Regions from separate parts of the Mus musculus genome. Here regions 1 and 3 are each linked to region 2. The links are chromatin contacts, called in public promoter capture Hi-C maps. All regions are on one chromosome and are shown on one strand. Each heading gives the region's core, a stretch centred on a gene start, on an enhancer-like site or on the middle of the called end of the contact. The rest is flanking DNA. Distances are from core to core; before and after follow the strand shown. Region 1 overlaps Atf7ip (activating transcription factor 7 interacting protein). Region 2 holds the start of Wbp11 (WW domain binding protein 11). Region 3 holds the start of Ptpro (protein tyrosine phosphatase, receptor type, O).

Evidence for each region. Promoter capture Hi-C pulls out the DNA fragments that hold promoters and counts their contacts.
Region 1: a promoter capture Hi-C map of hippocampal neurons shows a contact between it and region 2, with 2.1 times the contacts expected there. The contact joins the enhancer-like site here to the promoter of Wbp11 in region 2. A contact is called at or near these places in 10 of 39 promoter capture datasets (the 3T3-L1 cell line, 3T3-L1-derived adipocytes, the C10 cell line and 7 more), 4 of 484 Hi-C or Micro-C datasets (CD8 T cells and embryonic stem cells), 8 of 115 datasets of contacts at active chromatin or transcription factors (the 230-238 cell line, bone marrow-derived macrophages, embryonic stem cells and 3 more) and 3 of 9 other capture datasets (adipose tissue, liver and pancreatic islet).
Region 3: a contact with region 2 is called in a promoter capture Hi-C map of neural stem cells. The contact joins the promoter of Ptpro here to the promoter of Wbp11 in region 2. A contact is called at or near these places in 2 of 39 promoter capture datasets (hippocampal neurons and neural stem cells).

Annotation. Positions count from the first base shown.
Region 1 is chr6:136,557,470-136,560,812 of GRCm38.p6, reverse strand. It overlaps Atf7ip (activating transcription factor 7 interacting protein), which reads right to left. Exons shown (of 15, transcript NM_019426.2): 2 at 1-1,049. The coding sequence starts at 1,042. Among named protein-coding and RNA genes, the nearest start is that of Atf7ip, 40 kb to the right of the region's middle. Within about 2 kb of position 1,987, at least 20 of the 459 cell types and tissues checked have an H3K27ac peak or open chromatin away from gene starts, as enhancers often do. A contact at or near this core is called in embryonic stem cells, epiblast stem cells and hippocampal neurons, where this site is marked.
Region 2 is chr6:136,826,834-136,830,152 of GRCm38.p6, reverse strand. Wbp11 (WW domain binding protein 11) reads left to right here and starts at 1,937. Exons shown (of 12, transcript NM_021714.4): 1 at 1,937-2,133. It overlaps BC049715 (cDNA sequence BC049715), which reads right to left and starts at 1,310. Exons shown (of 3, transcript NM_178776.3): 1 at 1,084-1,310. It overlaps Smco3 (single-pass membrane protein with coiled-coil domains 3), which reads left to right. Exons shown (of 2, transcript NM_001039558.2): 2 at 1-222.
Region 3 is chr6:137,250,490-137,254,029 of GRCm38.p6, reverse strand. It overlaps Ptpro (protein tyrosine phosphatase, receptor type, O), which reads right to left and starts at 1,731. Exons shown (of 27, transcript NM_011216.3): 1 at 1,270-1,731. The coding sequence starts at 1,344.

The sequences.
Region 1 (3,343 bases), core at 738-3,237, 270 kb after region 2:
TACTCGGCTCTGTCTTGTCAGGGTCAGGACCTGCTTCACAAACTGCCGATGAGCTTGGTTTAACAGTGTCGGTGGCTGGTTCCACAGAGAGCTCCCCAGGAGTCAGCTCACCAGAAGCCAGTCCGCTGCAGACAGACCTAGGAAGGGAGTCCTCACTAGAAGGTGGCTCATCAGACTGTGAATCACCGGAGGGGGCACAATCATCCAAGGCTGACTCCCCAGGAGCCAGTTCGCAGGCCGCCACGACCCTTGCGACCGGTTCATCTGAAGCTGGCTCACTTGTAGCTGGCTCACTCGAAGCTGCTTCATGAGACACCGGCTCACCAGAAACTGGCTCGCTACAAGTGGAATCACCAGAGACAAGATCATGAGAGGCGGCTTCTTCAGAAACAGGATCTCCAGAGATGGGCTCACTACAGGTGGGCTCACTGGAAGAGGGCTCACTGGAAGTGGGATCACTGGAAGAGGGATCACTGGAGGGAGGCTCCTCACAGGCAGAGTCACCAGTAGCCTGTACTGTAGTGGCCAGCTCTCCTGCAGCCAGATCACCAGAGTCTGGGTTGTCAGAGGCTGGGTTGTCAGAGGCTGGGTTATCGGAGGCTGGGTTATCAGAGACTGGGGTACCACAGCCTGGGTTATCAGAGGCTGGACTACCAGAACCTGGTTCAGTGGTTACTCTAGAAGAAAGATCACAAGTTATACTGGGGGACAAAGCTTCACTATTCAAATCTTCTTGTTTGTTTTTTACAGCAACATTGGGCATACAAGGGGTCTCTTTCCATTCCGTTGTACTTTCTTCTGACTGAAAACAAATCCCATCAATACCATTCACTTCTTCTCGATCTTGAATACAATCTGTGTTTTCCAAGGGTGAAGTGGGATCCAAGTCTCCATTCTCATGGCTCCCGTTCAGCAGCTTCCCGTCGGCTCTCAGCAGCTCCCCCTTGACTCTGTGCACAGCATCGAGCTGCTGGCGATCGCTCGCTCTCATTGTTTTCCGAGCCTTGAAGACTTTTTTCTGAGGTTCTTCTACACTATCCATTCTGAATCTTTAAATAAAAAGAAAAGGATTTTAATAAACTGAGATAAGAGTCATTTAACTACAGGCTTAATGAAAATTAAAAAGGGTAAAATTTAGATCATATAAATTTAAAACACTGACAAAACCTTAATAATTACTCGGTCGGAGTTCTCATATTTACTACTCACATACTACAGAAGTGACAAACAACACACACCAGAACATCAATGGAAGCAAATGAAGAGTTAAAAAGGAGCCGCTTCAGGGGCGTGAAAAGTCCAGGAAAACAATAGGTGCTAGAGACCAAACCGAGTCACTGTCTAAAGAGCAGCACTTAACCAATCACTGGACCGGCTCTCCAGCTCCCTTTGCAGGTTTGGAGAAGGCAAGAAATAAATGCTTTAGAGTACAGGATTGAAATAATGAAAATGTTCTAACATTCACTGTGGTGATAGCTACAAACTATTGAATATGTTCTTCCTTTTGGTCAATCTTGCTCGAGTCCCATCACGTCTGTTTGTCAAAGAATGTACTCTTCTCACTGCTCAAGCTCCTGCTGTGCATCTGCCAGCAGTTGCTGCTTTCTCCCCTAATATCAAGGCTTTGACTTTTTGAATGAGGTTAATTTGCATCTGGTAAGTTACTTTTTCAGATAATGTGATAAAATACTCTTGACCAAAAACAGCTTGGGGAGAGCAATTTGTTTTGAAACACAGTTCAATACGGCCCATTATGTTGGGGAGGTTGAATGAGCAGGGGTTGAAGTGGCTGGTCACATGCCTCTCTCTCTCTCTCTCTCTCTCTCTCTCTCTCTCTCTCACACACACACACACACACACACACAAACACACACACACACACAGACACAGACACAGTCAGAGCCATGACAAACTCCCGCACACTCTTACTTTTTCCCACATCCAGCCCAGGGAACAGGGCCATTCACAGTGGGTGGGTCTTTTACATAATTAACCTAATCAAGATAAACCCATCCATAGGCAAATCCCAGAGGCCCACCCACCTCTCAAGAAGTCTAGATCTTGTCACCTGACAACTGAGACTAAGCACTGCACTTCGTCCTTCCCCTGTGGTTCAAGCTTAGTCCTCGGTTCTCCGTTAAATTTCACCTTTCCTAATATATACACACAAATGAATCTAATGTTTGCCAAGGTGCTTATGTTTATTGTATGTGCATGTAACCAAATAGCTATGTCGAGTCCATGCATGCGAAGAGGTGAGGAAACGGTGGTGAATCCTATAGAACTAGTATTACAGACAGTTCTGAGCCACCATGTGGGTGGGAACCAAACCCCGGCTTCTCTGTGAGAGCAGCCAATATTCTTTCTTAACTGCCAAGCTACATTTCCAGCTCACAGCTTGTCTTCTGCTAAAGCATTTTCAAATTTCCATAGTTTTCTCTTCTTCTATCTATAAATGACTAAGCAGAATATTTCTTCAAGAGATAATACTAATCACTAGGTAAAGATCATTATCAAAAATTCACATCCAAAACCCAACCAATGATCATTATCAAAAATTCCTATCCAAAAGCCAAGCAAGGCTGATCATTAACAAGTCTTGAAGCATCCTGGTCTATACAGGGCCACAAAAGAGCCTGATTGACAATTTTTCCTTAAAATGAGTGAGAATATGGTACTGTAGTCTTACTGCTTAAATTGTAGATGAGAAGAGGATAAATAGGATGGGCCTTAGTACAAACTGATTAATGTCTCTGAGACTTCAGCATGCACAGAGTAAAACCATGTGAAACAAGAGCTATACCATCACAGGCCAAACAACTCGAAGCAGCTCGGAGATGTGTCTGGACAAATCCTTCCTCAGAGCCATCCAAGGAACTATGCCTTGACTACAGCATCACTTTCAACTTCTAGTCTGTAAAATTAAAACAATATGCCCGTGCCTGTGCTCGTGTGTATGTGTGTGTGTGCGTGTGCGTGTGATTTACCACATAAACACAATAGCAAGAGTAAGCGAGGACCCACCTGAACAGACAGAATATCCATTAGATCATATTCAGTACTACCTTATAATTAAAACTAAGACTCTAAAAAAGCAAGAGTGCTAAAGGTTTTCAAGAGGAAGATGCTACATTTAATTGTGAAATGATATTAAAATAACAAGAGAAACAAAGGCAGCCCATATCACCAATTTTATGTTATCAAAAGGCTAGTACAAAAGAGCAAGTAAGAAGACAGAGCTAAGACTACCTGCTCACTGCAGAGCAGTTCTGCCTGGCATGCGTAAGGAAGGTCCTGGGTATGGGCCCAGAACCACCAAAGCAAGAGATTAACTATAGGCAGA
Region 2 (3,319 bases), core at 688-3,187:
GGTCTACTTCAAAAACCATTGTATGTAACAATGTTGAGATAGTCCTGGTTATAGTCGTTTGGTTTTTAACGCAAAGACAAAAATAAATCATTGGTATAAAGTATCCAGTATATCTCAGGAAAATTTTACAAGCAGATGAAGAATTTTAACTAGCCACATAACTTTTCCAAATGTATTAATTTCTATGTTATCACTGGTTTTATAAATTAGTTTCAAAATATCACAATTTGTGTCACTTTCTAAATTTATTACCTGGTTTTTATTTTATGAACTAATAGGTCTTGCTATTACTGACACTCAAAGAGTAATCAAAACAAGAATTAATGACATTCCCAGGCATCAAGGCTTCTAACTGTAATTCAATCCATCTAAACAATGAGACAGAGGGATAGGGAGATGGTGGCCAGCCCAGATTATTTATTGAATACTTATTTTTTTTCCCACTAAGTCAAAGGTAGTTTTAGTATGGTACTGATGTTACATTGTTAGGGAACACATTTGTTTTAATATAAATTGTAAATGTTCTATTGGTTATTAATTCATTGTAACATTAGTGCCTATCTACAACATCCTAAAAATTAATATACACCTCAATCAGTTCTTTCAAAGTACTTGATGTCAAAAATTCCCTTAGGACCTTTTCTGTTAAGGATGCTGAAACTAAGTTGAAAAATAACCAAGTGTGAGGGTGTTTTTGGTTTTTTGATTTGTGTTTTTTTGTTTTTGGTTTTTTGTTGTTTTGTTTTGCTTTTTGGTTTTTTTTCGAGACAGACCAAGTTCACACTTTATGAAGATTTCGTTTTAAATGCTTACCTTTAAGGGGAAAGGATGGGGAGGAGTCTTAAGGAATGGGGATGTAGAAGGGAAATATAATAGCTATTTCTGGTTATCAGCTATATCTAGAACAAACCACAATCCAGAATTGGAAGGTTCACCTGTGATCCAGATCTTGAGGCTGGGAAATACAAGTTTCTGACCTTGATCTTGGCATGGAAATCTTGAGGCATAGTGGCTATGTATCCCCAGGAGAGTAAGGTAAGATCTCTGAGTACAAGGCCCAGATCCAGGCGTGGCGGTACACACCTTTAATCTGAACCACACCTTCTTCTGGAGATCTATAAGACATTGGAAGATGGAAGTTTTTCTCTTCCTCCTCTGCTTGCATTTACTTGCCAGCCCATCAGTTGGAATCTACTAGCCTGGTGGGACTGAGCAACTCCTAGATCCTTGGACTTCCCATTCACAGCTGACCATTGTTGGGGAGGTGGACTACAGACCGTAAGTCATCATAACAAAGTCCCTTTCTATATAGAGACTATCCACAAGTTCTGTGACTCTAGAGAACCCTCAAAGGAAGACTTCAGATAAATCTAGAGTGTGCAATGACATCATAAAGGAGTTTGGGTTGATGCAAAGTTCATTTGAAGTGTTATGTAATAACTTCTCCTCTGGAAAATCGACAAATGTACCGTTTCTCTTTTAAAATATACATTTTCGTGTAGATTTATGAGTCTCCCCTAGGAACTATTTGTTCAGTTCATCACATGCTGTAGGTTTAGAGGGCTGATGTTTGCTGAGCACCTTAGACTCGGTGCCCAGTGTTATTACCTAACTTGTTTTCTATGGAAGCATTCCTGAAAAACAGCATCCATTTACACACGACAACTAACACAGATCCAATGGCCGACACAGAAGCGTACGCATACCGCTACCTAGTGTGTCCCCAGAGAGAAGCAGTTGCGGAAATGCGTCAGAATTCTGAGAACAATTGGCCAATCAAATAGCAGCTTCCTTACTTTTTATTTCTATTGGGTTATATTAGTGTCAATCTACAATACTCTGGAATGAGGCGGGTCTCTTGGCCTATAGTTATCCAATCGGATAGTGAATGAGAGCGGAAGTACCTCTGGCTCTGAAGTTGTTGTATTCGCTCTATGGGCCCAGTGCCTGGCAACGCGGTGAGATCGCGGCCAGCGGGAACAGGAAGTGACGTGAGCTGGCGGAGGGGCGCGAGGTTTCAAGATGGCGGTTCCCGGGTGGTTGACCGAGGGGCAGAGGTGAAGGCCCCTTCGCAGAGAGTCCTCCGGGACCGCCCGCTAGCTGCTCTCGCCGTCCCGGGAGCCTCGCAGTCGTGTGAGTGCGTGGGGACTCGGTGCTCCGTTTTCCGCGACCCTCCCCGGGGCCTGCGAAGCCTTCTCTGAAACACCAGGCCCAGAGGCCGCGCTCTTCCTCCGCTGGGCCCGGGGTGGCGGGAGCCTCGGGTTTCAGGGCTCGGGGCCGGCCTGGCACTGCGTCCGACGGGTTCTCGGGCGGGATCTCCCGCCGGGTCAGACCCACCGCCCGAGTGCGGCGACCGGTGGCGGCGGGCTGACGTCTAGCCGCTCGAGTCGCTATCAACCGTCGCTATGGTTTCGGCAGTTGCTGTGAGGCCTCCTGGAGTGGACCCGGACCGGACCGGACCGGTCGGGTTGCGTTTGTGCTGCCTGGGTTCCCATGGTCTTTTGACCTTGTCTCTGCCAACGTTTGCAGGCAGAGGCACTATGGTCTTGTAAAAATTCTCCTTGACTCGTAGCTGATTGGTTTTTAGGTGTGTGTGATGGGATGGCGTCAAAACGAGAGCCCGAGGCTGGTTTAAGAAGGGAAACACTAAAGAAAAGATCAAAAATAGAATTTGTTGTATCCGTGCCTTTTTGTAGTTCCCTATAGTCAGTACCCTTCTCTTCCCTTCTTCCCAAACTCCTGCCCCTTCTGCTTTCTGATAGAGAAACATCTGTAATGACATAATCGACACCGATCAGTTCTGAAATATCTGGGAAGCAGCAGGGAGCCGGCCAGCTGAACGCTTGATGAAAAAAAGCATTAACTAAAACAACTTACAGAGTCCCACCTAAGGAGCCAAGGGAATTAGAGTCTCAAATTTACCTCGGGATCTTCCCTTTCCTAATGTAGAAAGAAAGTAGATTTGTTTAATGCTTAAAGGGGGAGCCACAGGAGATGTAGCCTGTAGGAAAGTGTCGCACACTTTGAACAGGAAATATTTGTTCCTTTTTTTACTATGGGCAAGGCTAATTTTTGGAAGTTTCATTCATTTGGAATGGAAGAGAAAGAAGTGATAATAATGAAAGCCTGGCCTTAAAATATTTCCCTACCGTGACTACCACTTTTAATTCCCTCAAAATACATAAATCAGGAGTCATATGTGCTAGTAAGAATATACTTTAATGTTAAGTTTGAGGAGTTCTAATACTTCATTTTTTATTTCTTTTGTTTGAGAGTCATAAATCATTTGATTTGGTATTAAATCAAGATAAATATGTTT
Region 3 (3,540 bases), core at 482-2,981, 420 kb before region 2:
GGTTAGAAAAATTAATTATAAAAAACTAACTATGCATATTTTATCTGTGGTATGTACTACAGAGAAGCAGGTGAAATGCTCAACTGAATTTAGTATTTATAAGATTTTAAAATAAAATGATGACTGATGACTTAAATATTGAGCACATGTCCAAAACAGCTTATAACTTCGCTCATGTTCCTCCTTTGCTATTTACCCAGAGACTACATTTTTCTGTGATCTGGGGAGACAGGAAGAAAATATAGAATAGTTTTGCACTCGTTCTATCTGGGATTCGTGAATCCTGTTCACTATAACCTTGGGGAGCATTCATAATTAATGGGCATATAAGCAAGAAGTGACTGCTTAATGCGGAAACATTTGCAGTCATTAACGGGCTGACCTCCTCTAGCTAGGTATCCTCATGGTGCTGAAAGGATAGCTCCCGATCACCTGTGGCCATCCTTCAGTTGCTGGGGCAAGAAGGGAGAAAGGACTAGGAAGGAAAGCAGACCTTCGGAACCCGGAGTGAGGGGGTACCAATTCCCAACTTCCCTTCATATGCCAAGAAAACAGCTTAAAAAATAAAAACACTACATGCTTGAAGTGTCAAGATTTTGTTTTTCTTTTTTAAACAGTATTTTCCTTTTCACTTTTTTTTCTCAAAGTACAATTTTGAGCCACACGTTCCAAAGAGGATAGGAAAAGGTGAGTTTTATAAATCATATATTCCACCATTAAAAATCAGTGGCAGCATCCTGTTACGAGAGGATGGAACTGTGTAGAGTTTTACCAGGCATCCCTAGGTGGATGGAGGGTAAGACAGGGAGTGACCTCCTTGGGAGTTGAACCGATTCCTTATTCAATGGAGCCCTCTCCCTCGCCCCGCCTGGCCGGTGCGTCTAGTCCAGAGCTCAGCGCCCTGCGTGTGATTCCCTCCCGCAGAAGGCAAACTGACTGAGACAAAGCAGCTGTACCGAGGCTTCACTGGGGGAGGGCGCGAAGGTGAAGTGGCATAGGGGTGCAGTGGGAACCACTAAAAAAAGTGCCCTCATTTTGCCTGAGAAAGCTCTATCCCGCAAGCTCATCGCTGAGGTAGCAGAGTACAAAGGGAGACAACTGGAAGGCTCAAACTTCCAGATCTTTCCACCCGCAGCTACGCAGCCCACCCGGCACCGCTCTGAGGACAAAGCGTGTGCGACTGGCGCTCTCCGCCTGGTCACCGCACCCTGAGCGAATAGCTCCCCACGGCGGGATGGATCCCCATCTCCGAGGACTGGGGGACCCTACCTTGAGCAGCACAAAGAGCCCGAGCAGAGGTAGCAGGCGGCGGCCCCCGAGCGTTCCCCTAGGCAGGTGCCCCATCGCGGCGCGACCAGGGACCGGGGAGGGAACGGCAGCGCCAGCAGTTCTCCGTGGCGCTTACAATGACCAGTCCCGGCTGGCAGCCTCAGACTTCGGGCGCCCGGGCGGCTCCGGGCGGCCGCATGTCGCCTGGCAGGTCGTCCTGTGCCCCCGGATGGATCGCTCTCCTCTTCTGTGCCCGAGTCCTGCTAGAACGTGCTTGGAGCCGGCGTTGTTTAATGGCTAAGGATGGAGAGGGTGGGGATGGCAGTGGGCGAGGCTCTGCGCCACAGCTACAGCGGTTGCCACGGGAGGCAGGGGTCGGCGTGCGGAAGGAGCTGCCCGAGCTCCGCAGGCAGACAACCCTCCGCGGCCCCCTAGCAACAGTGGTGTTCTCTCTCAGAGCAAGGAACTCCTCAAGTGCAGATCTTGGGTCCTCCCACCAGGGCCTGCCTGCTTCCCATTGCTAGGCAGCCCCCCAGACCAGGCTCCGCCTCAGCCTTTCCAGAGTCTCCTAGGAAGAGTTGTTTGAGGGTTTCCCCTCTCTCTTATCTCAGGCCCTTCTCAACCCCCCCCCCCCGTTCCTTTGCCCTTGTATTTACAAGTGACACTACAAGTGACACTTAATGTTTTCGAAAAGAGGAGTGAATCTCAACTTCTATACCCCCCGACCTCAGTTCAATTCCCCCATAGCATCCTATAATCAGCTAGGGAAACTGAATAATTCTGTGCGTTTCCCCCTCTTATCCTGCTGCCCACACCTAGCTCACAGTATTTTACACGTATTTAGAATAAGTGTGTAATATATTCTCTCTGTGTGTGAACACACTAAGTACTCTGAATTATCCATGAATAACTAACTAATCTAAGAATTTAGAATCACAAGCAACGATTTCCATGAAGTGTGTCTCATGTCTACTTATCTGTCTCTAGAGGTTTTGTGTAGTTTTTGAAAGACAACTCTATATTAAAAATAAAAAGTGGGATTCATTATATTAAGTCATTTCTTTTTATCATGTAAATGTCCTGGGTGGGCCCTGAGGTGCTGGAATTTTGTTTTTATCCTTCAAAGTGTGGTATCAGGTGACAGAAAAGGGCACCCTGGCGGTGCACTTAGGAGTGTGTCACCAGCACTCTGGGACACAGCTGAGGAATGGTGGCCTGCTATAGGATCAGAGTCGTGTGTGCTCATCTTTTTCTACATGAGGACTATAAACTAAAGGTTTGGATTAGGAATTTTTGCATGAATAGATCGAGGCACTAACAGTTCTTCAGAAAACAGAACGAGGCTCTGGGCTTGTGTGTGAGTGTTTCCCTTGCTGGCACCAAAGCTACCTCAGTACACAGCCTTGATGGACTTCTGTTCAGCGCCCTCGTGCCTGTCCTTTGTTGGCCTGACTCTCATGCCCTCCCTCCCTCTCCCCCCCCCAAGGTTTTCCCTGCTTCCCACTTCTGGGCCAAACTCGAGTGCTTTCTAAGAAATGGCTCCTCAGACCTGCACTTTCAGAGCCTTTGGTCTGATATGTTTTTCTTTTATTTTGAAGCTTTTGAAAGTGGTTTTCCATTTCCAGCTACATCAAAGAGGCTCCACAGTGATCTAATTTCCAGACAGAGATGCTCAAGTTGGGGCCTAAGTGGTACTCACAAGATGCCAGAAGTTATTCTTTTAAATAGAGTTTTATTTTAGTATCAGTATGTGAATTAAATACATATGTAAGGTTAATTGTGCATATACATGTGTGTGTGTGTGTGTGTGTGTGTGTGTATACACACACACATATATATATTTGGGATAGGAATGTTTGATCTATTTTAGGCATTAGGAAGCAATTTTGCTCAAATATTAATCATATAAATGCAAAAGGTACTTTCAAAATAATGCATTACTTTAAATACCCCTACCTAACTGTATGCTTCACCTTCTCTCTGCTCAGTTAAATCACACATTGTGTACAGATGTGTACGTGGACCACTTTAGGGCAGCAGCAACATTAAGTGTTTAGTGCATCACCGCCCAGGAAAGCACTAGTAATTAGCATGATTAATATTCCATTAGCAGCATGTGACTACATGGCCTGAAGACTGGAAGTTTTATGTGGTAATCATAGAAGAGATCCTTTCCAGAGATAAACATTTTACATAGTGATCACAGAGGGAAAAAAATAGTCTTGCTTGTTCTTGTGTCTAAACCAATGACAGGATCACAAATTCTTACTG